Regions from separate parts of the Mus musculus genome. Here region 2 is linked to region 1. A link is a contact called in public Hi-C data. All regions are on one chromosome and are shown on one strand. The core of a region is the stretch at or near the end of the contact, and the rest is flanking DNA. Distances in the headings are between cores, read along the strand shown.

What was found. Hi-C and Micro-C count contacts between places; a contact is called where the count stands out from the background.
Region 2: a Hi-C map of granulocyte-monocyte progenitors shows a contact between it and region 1, with 1.9 times the contacts expected there. The contact joins two enhancer-like sites. A contact is called at or near these places in 3 of 484 Hi-C or Micro-C datasets (embryonic stem cells, granulocyte-monocyte progenitors and uterus), 2 of 115 datasets of contacts at active chromatin or transcription factors (large pre-B cells and pancreatic cancer cells) and 1 of 9 other capture datasets (embryonic stem cells).

What each region holds. Positions count from the first base shown.
Region 1 is chr6:52,469,900-52,473,735 of GRCm38.p6, reverse strand. No RefSeq gene overlaps it. Among named protein-coding and RNA genes, the nearest start is that of 1700094M24Rik, 21 kb to the left of the region's middle. Within about 2 kb of position 2,140, at least 40 of the 459 cell types and tissues checked have an H3K27ac peak or open chromatin away from gene starts, as enhancers often do. A contact at or near this core is called in granulocyte-monocyte progenitors, where this site is marked.
Region 2 is chr6:52,844,896-52,848,731 of GRCm38.p6, reverse strand. All of the region lies in intron 2 of Jazf1 (JAZF zinc finger 1), which reads left to right. Among named protein-coding and RNA genes, the nearest start is that of Gm52903, 20 kb to the left of the region's middle. Within about 2 kb of position 2,236, at least 24 of the 459 cell types and tissues checked have an H3K27ac peak or open chromatin away from gene starts, as enhancers often do. A contact at or near this core is called in granulocyte-monocyte progenitors, where this site is marked.

The DNA of each region.
Region 1 (3,836 bases), core at 891-3,390:
GAAGGAGAAAAATAAAAGGCAGCAGAGAGCCTGATGAGGAGGGAGGGTGGGAGGAGGGAGGATGGCGGGGTACGATGTATAGGTGAGGTGTCGCACAGCTGCTGTCCAGGTGAGATGGTGCAAAGCTCTTGGTTTGGGGGATATTAAAAATAATAATGAAAGTGTTATTTAGCCCTTTTTTTAAGATTAGAGAACTCAAAATAACTGACTTTCTAAAGAACCCAGAGCAAGTGCGATCCCAAGTTGAGTTCCAAACCAAACAAAGCTCTTATCGGGTGCAGCACTACAGTACCATGTGGACAATTGTCGTGGACTACCGCCCTGGTATCCACCTTGGAACGTCTGCTCCGAGGCTTGATCATGTTCTCATTAACATAATAAATAAGGAATCAGGGAGAACAAGGGCGCACAAGTCCCCTGGAAGCCCTGACAACTAATGCTACCTGACAAGTAGCAGGTTGGAGCCTAATGAATAGCTGAGAGGAGCAAGGGAGGAGGAGGAGGGATGTGGGCTTCCAGGGAGGAGGGAGCTCATTAGTGGCCCTGTTGCTTAGATGGCTCACAGCATCCTTCGAGCAGACCCCTGCACTGCTGGGTATCTTTTCGGAAATACTCTTATTGTTCTGAGGCCTTTAGGGGTTTGTGTACGTGCATGTGTGTGTGTGTGTACGTGTGTACGTGTGTGTGTGTGTGTGTGTGTGTGTGTTGTGGTATGTTCCAGCTGAGGTAAAAATTCCTATAACATAAATTGGCAATTTTTAAAATGAATCGTCCTATGACATTTAGTACAGTCAAAGTGTTTCTTAAACACCATACCACTAGTTCTCAAACATTTTCATCAACTCAGAAGGAAACCCATATATGTCATGGCCCTCCTCCATTTTCTTCTCTCTCTGTCTCCTGAAAATAACCAAGCTACTCTCTGTCCCTATGGATTGATCTTCTCTGGATATTTTGTACCAATGAAACCACACATGTCACCTTTTCAAGTCTGACCTCTCCTACCTAGCATAATGTTTTCAAGTGTCACTTGTGTTGTAACACATGTCATACTTTGTTTTTTTTTTGGTGCTAGATAATATTCTACTGGCTCTGTTTAGTCATGCTCGATGGGCCTTTTGATCTCTCCAGCTCTTGCTTATCATGAGCAATGCTACCCTAAGCATGCATACGTACCTGTCTCTGTTAAAATTCTTGTTTCCCATTCTTTTCAGTCTTCAGAGCAGTAGGATCCCCGAGGGAAATGTAATTTTATGTTTCACTTCTTTTCGAGAAACTGGCAACCAATTTACCACAGACAATGCATTTATATTCCACCCAGGAATAAAGATCACAATTTCTTCATGTCCTCTAATGCTTGCTCCCTGCCACCACCACCGTCACCCTTGGATTATTTTTTCTTAAGCATCCTCCTTGCTCATGGATGCTCTAGTCGGTATGGAATAACTCATTGCTTTGCTTTGATCTGCATTTAACTAAGGGCTAAGCTCTTGAGCACCTTCCAGTGTCTATTGGCCATTAGTGTTGTCCTCTGAATAAATACATGACAAAGCACCCCCTCTTTGTTCTGCTGCTTTCTGTTGTTATTGCTGTGTCTGGGGTAGCATTTTGCTAGCCTAGGCTGCCCTTGAACTCACGGCGACACTCTAGCCTCAGCCTCTAAGTGAGATGTATGTTACCAAGCCCAGATGCCCACTTTTAAACTGGGTTTTTGTTGAGCTGTAAGAGTCCTTTATAGCTGTCCAGATGTCAGATGTTCATCAGATGTGCGATTTCCAAAATTTTCCCAATATTCTCTTTTCATTTCCTGTATAATGTCCTTGAAAGCCCAGATATTTTAATGCTGATGCACCTCAGCTCACCCATTTTTTGTCTTGTTGTGTCCTCTATAGCCTGTGACTCATAACAGCAGAGGAAATGGTTGCACCACTTACAAAGGCACAGGAGATTTTTGTTATCTTGAACCAACATCTAAGGAGGGCATGGCATTGCCCAAGCTCAGACAGTATAAAGCTATAGACCTTAAATTTTTTTTTTTGCTGTAACTGTCACCATGATAGAAGCCAGAGTGTTAGCAAGAGAGAGCCACAAATCTAAGAAGGAAAAATAAAAATGAGGAAGCAGGGCAGCTGGACAGGCCAGGGCTTTGGCTCCGCATGTGGCTTCTGCCTTGTGGTATGACATGATTGTTGTACCAACCACCAAGGCATCCATGTGCCAACCCTCCAGAAGAGAAAAGAGAAGGGACTGTTGCCTTTCTTCTTTTCCTGTCCCAGAATTTGTGCCCATCACTCCTGCTTGCCTCACAGTGGCCAGGACTTAATCAAATGATGACATCCAAAGGAGACTCAAGAACGAGCTCTTCCCATCCCACGGCTGCGGTGCTCTGTAGCAGCTCTGATGCTTCAGGGCAGAAAGTATATGCCGGGGGACAAAAAGGTCTCATTTCTGCCCCAGAATCCCAGCCTTCTTATTCCCAGAAATGATCTGAGTGCCATTGCTCCAGCCCGAAGGGACAGAGGAACTTCAGCTCACCCTGCAGTTTCCTTCCATCAAACGAGTCTCTCAATTTCTCATCAGACAGGCTGCTCGGGGAAGGAGACTAAAGCTGGGTGTGAACATGCAGGAAACGGATCAAGTAAGCCTAGGGAAAGGGGAGAAAGGGAACGTTACTAAGGCTGGGACGGGGGTGCTGTTGGTAAAGCACTCCTCGCCGAGCGTGCTTGAAGCTCAGGTTCAGTCCCCAGCACCAAATAAAACAAGGTGTGGTGGTGCATGCCTGCAATCCTGGGATGTAGAGGTAGAGGGGTCAGACGTTTAAAGTCATCCTCAGGGCCAGGTGTGGTGGCACACGCCTTTAATCCCAGCACTTGGGAGGCAGAGGCAGGCGGATTTCTGAGTTCGAGGCCAACCTGGTCTACAGAGTGAGTTCCAGGACAACCAGGGCTACACAGAGAAACCCTGTCTCGAAAAACCAAAAAAAAAAAAAAAAAAAAAAAAGTCATCCTCAGTTATATAATACAAGGCAATAAAGCATGTTGTTGATTACTGCCCCCACCCCCATTAAGTTGATGGATGTTTAATGACAATGACAGGTTTCTTATCTAGGGATCAATTTTGCCTTTATCCTAGCTCGATAAACCTCACACTATTCCCCTGAGAAATGGGAACAAGGATAAGATAAAGATAAGATAGGAGAGAGAGACTGCTTTATAACCCAAAAAGAGATAGGCAAACACTAAATATTTTTTACAGTATAAACCAACTGTTTAAGTTTCAGGCCAATGTAAGAAATGTAAGATGAGAAAGAGAGAGATTCAAGATGGTTATCAGGTCATCACTGTTAGCAAAGGTTCGAGCCCATGACCATCACGGCAGCAGAGAGCACAGTAGCAGGCAGTCAGCATGGCACTGGAGCAGTAGCTGAGAGCCTGCATCTGACCCAAAGCATGGGGCAGAAGGAGAGCTAACTAGGAACAGTGCGGATGCCCAAGTCAGCAAATCCTTCCCAAACAGTTTCACCCTGGACCAAGTAGTCACTGATGAGAGCCTACATTCCTGTTCAAAGCATGACCTGACGTCTCTCTCTTGTTACAAACACAGTTTTTCAAAGCACTTAAAAGGTGTTATCCTCTCCTATGCCAAAAAAGGTTTTGGGTTTTTTGTTTTTTTGTTTTGTTGTTTTTTGGCCAGGCGTGGTGGTGTACACCTTTAAACTCAGAATTCAAGAAGCAGAGGTAGGTGGATCCAGATGTGTTCAATACCATCCTAGTGTTCAAAGTGAGTTGCAAGACATCCAGGGCTATGCCTATGGGGTGGGGGTGGGGGATGGTGTG
Region 2 (3,836 bases), core at 987-3,486, 370 kb before region 1:
TGAATCTAAATGTTTACATATATAAGAAGCCTGCTCTGTGAGGTATCAGGTGAGAGTCTGCTCAGGATTAGCTATGATGTGTCACAGGAAGCTCTTCTGAGTGCTTCCTGGAAGTCACACAGTGTGCACTACCACATGCAGACACGCATATGCTGCATGACAGGATCCCCAATCTCCACACACACTTTGTTCTGATTGTGGATACCACGTTTTTCTTTTTTGCAGTGCAAATCTTGAAGAATGGTTTAATAATTTGGCAGTCTTTGAGGACTGGCACACTGAGACTCGGGAGCCAACTCTGGCTGTTGGCCCATCTTTGTCAAGAATTTTATTGGCAACAGCTGTACCAGCTTGCTTACTAATTGTCTGTGGTCACTTTCACCCTGTCTCAGCAGAGGGAAGTCATTATAAGGGAGACCCCTTAGCCCACGAAGCCTAAACTACCTTCTGCCCTTGGGTGGAAGGCATGGCCAAGTCTAGTTGCTCTCCAGCTTCACTGCGGATCATCGGGAAATGCTGTGACACACTGAAAGCTCTCCTTTGCCAACCCCACCTTACTGAGGAACTTTCTAATACAGGAAGCTCAACTCCTCAGGGCCGATATGCAGTCTGGAAAGAAGTAACTAATACCCTTTTTGTTCTTCTGAGATCAGGGCACCCTCCAGAAAACCTCCAGTTACAATCATGCACTGTATTAGACTCTCAAATGTTGGTGCAGGAGAAAAAGCCAATGCCCTGATTACAACTGTGATTATATTTAGTATTCTTTATTCAACACTTAGCTTTTCCTTAAAGAAAAAAAAATCTACTGTCTGTTTATAGGGGGATTTTGTTGAAATATTTGTGCTCTGGTGGCACAGCAGGAACACCCTGATGTAAAGTAATAAGCACAGAAGTAGATTATAGGAACTTTTTTTGGTGGCAAAGCAAGCATCTATAAGCTATTGTGAAATCACCTAAGCCATTTCTCTTAATAAAATTATCTGGCTAGGTAGTGGTAGGTACAGGCCTTTAATCCCAGCACTTGGGAGGCAGAGGCAGGTGGATCTCTGTTGAGTTCAAGGCCAGCTTGGTCTACAGATCAAGTTCAAGGACAGTCAGTGCTACATGGAAGAACTCTGTCTCGAATAACCAGAAAGAGAGAGCGAGGGGCAGGGGAAGGAGAGAAGGAGGGATGGTCCCCCTTTTTAATATATTTAAAGGCTCACAGAGTTGTCAGTTGTCAGATAGTGAGCGAACATGTTGTATTGCCATTTGTGATTTGCTGTCAGTGCACTGCTCACATTAACATCAGTGTGACCACTTGTGATTTGTTCTCTTTGGAAGAAGAGGAAGGTAATGTTAGAATATTCCAGAGACACTGCCCAGGGGGGACGATGGCCGGACTTTCAGTAACATTTTCTCATCTTGCTCTCCATAACTTTCATAGTTACTTTTCTATTCCTGTGAGGAGACCTAGGAAGCTTACAGTTTCTGAGGGAGGGTGAGCTCATGGCCGTCACGGTGGGCAGCAGAGCAGCACTGCAGCTCAGACTTCACATCCTGATCCATAAACGGGAGCAGAGAGGGTGACACTGGGAATTGTGTGAGTCTCTTGAAACCTCAGAGCCTGCCAGTGACATGCCTCCTCCAAAAGGCTACTAGTCCTTTCCAAACAGTTCCAGCAACTGGAGACCAAACATTTAAACATATGAAGCCACGGGGGCCATGCTCACTCAATGACTATTTTCATATAATATATAGAACAAAATAATTATAAATAGGTATAATTATTTTTTGTTCTAACCAAAAGATAATGTGTCATTAGAGAAAATACAGCAAACATGGAAAGAGAGCAGCAGGGAAGTAAAAAGATCCTCTCTAGTCCACCACTCAGACGGACCATGGTTGGTGTTTCGGTGTGTATGTCTAGCCCCCTGCCGTCTATATAGGGTATGCATCTTCAAAGATATCTGCCTTTTATTTGGTTCAACCCCACACTTTGATACAGCTTTATGCTTACCATATCCTATGCAGATGTAATATGTCTCAATAAATGCAATATGCCTGTGAGAAACAAAGACACACAGGGAAATTCACCTGCCCACACTTACACAGCTCACACATAAACTCACTGCAAGATATTGTCTTCCCTATTAATTTTTGTTTCCAGTTAATAAGCTAAAGTGTTGAACACAGTGGCCTGGATGAGGTCTGTGGTTAGTCTGTGACTCAGCAGTGCGGCCTGCAGGGCATGCTTTCTTGAAGATTCTAGAATGCCCTTCTTTCCTGCTGGGGCTCCAGATCTCCACAGCACTCCAGGACATGTTGGTTGGCCTGCTGGGCACCAGGGTTTCCAGCATGACTGTCTGTTAAGCTACCTACCTCGCTATGCACTACATGCAATGTGCTGCCCATGCTGTAGGCTCTTGGGCAGGGTCTAGCTGTCTACTAGAGCCATCCTACACAAAAGCACAGGGTAATCATTTAGGCCATGAAATAGTTCATAAACCCAGCAGCTGCAGGAGTCACTCTTGCCAGTTCTCCCCTGTCACCAACTGTCACATCTGCAAGGTGGTTGAGTAGGGAGTGGGACCCATGTCCTTCAGAGCCTGCTGAGCTAGGAAAGGGCAAAGGCAAGCTCTTCACAGCTCTGTGCTCTCTGGAGTTAGTAAGGAGACCTAAGATTCGTGTTCTGGAGGGAGAGTCAGGAAGGGCCTTGTCTGCAACCAGCTTGCCATGGGGAAACCTAATAAAAATTTGTTAATGCAATGTGATTCAAAATTACTATGAGAGTTAAGAATAATAAAGCTGTACCTAAGTAAAGTGCCATTAAATGTGTTTATATCTACATTAGGCTTAAGCTGCACTGCCAGTGGAGAGGTTTTAGCTCTCAGTATTCAACAGTTTCAAATGTACCAGAAAATGCTGGCCACAGACTGTTGCCTAACTGAAACCAGATAGGCTAGACTTCCCAAAGCTACAAGGAGGAAATAAATCCATTCATTCAAAATAATCCGAACATTTTGAGTACAGCAGTCACATGCCACTTGGTACAATTCAGTATTAGTCTATGTCACTTTTGAGTAAATATGTAACTAAAGAGACACAAATGAGCTTTTCACATAATGCGCCGGAATGTGGATGCAGATTGCTGTGTGACCTCAGCTGTAGGCAGACCCAGAAGGTTCCATTATTATTTTAGCAAGAGTGTATCACAGGAAATGGTTTCATTGGGGGATTCCTTTAAAACTGACTTGAGGGAAAGATAATCTCACTTCCAGAATTGGATCTGACCAGTATCTGACTCAGTATCCTAGGGTACTGAACAGCACTTGGGCTGGTCAACTAGAGCTGAGAGCTGCTCACTCACGCACTGTTCCCAGTTCCACCATGATGAAGTAGTCCTCGGTGGAGCTTTTTGCTCTCATTGTGGGGTGGGGTGGATTCAGATAGTCTCGCCTGTAACGTCCTAGATGGAAGCTCACACCTTAGCTCTATAGATGCAGAACACTAAGGCATCAGCATGTGAAACTCGTCCATGGTCACACAGAGTAGATAAATGGTCAAGCTAGTGGTTGCAACACAACAGTATAGTTCCAGGAGGATCCCCTTCAACATGTAGTTAAAGGCCTTCCCAGACGTGAGTAAATCTTTGTACATGTCAGTAGTGAATGTAGAGAGAACTTCTGTCGGGGCACTGGAACAGACAACTCCACAGAGGGTTTTCACATGAGCAAAAGAGTGTGGCAGCCTCTGCCCCTAGGAATTGTGGGAAACTGGGAAAGGTAATGAATCATCCTTGAGCACCAGAAACAACTACACTGTGGAGGTGGAACGTGTTGGGGACATAAGGC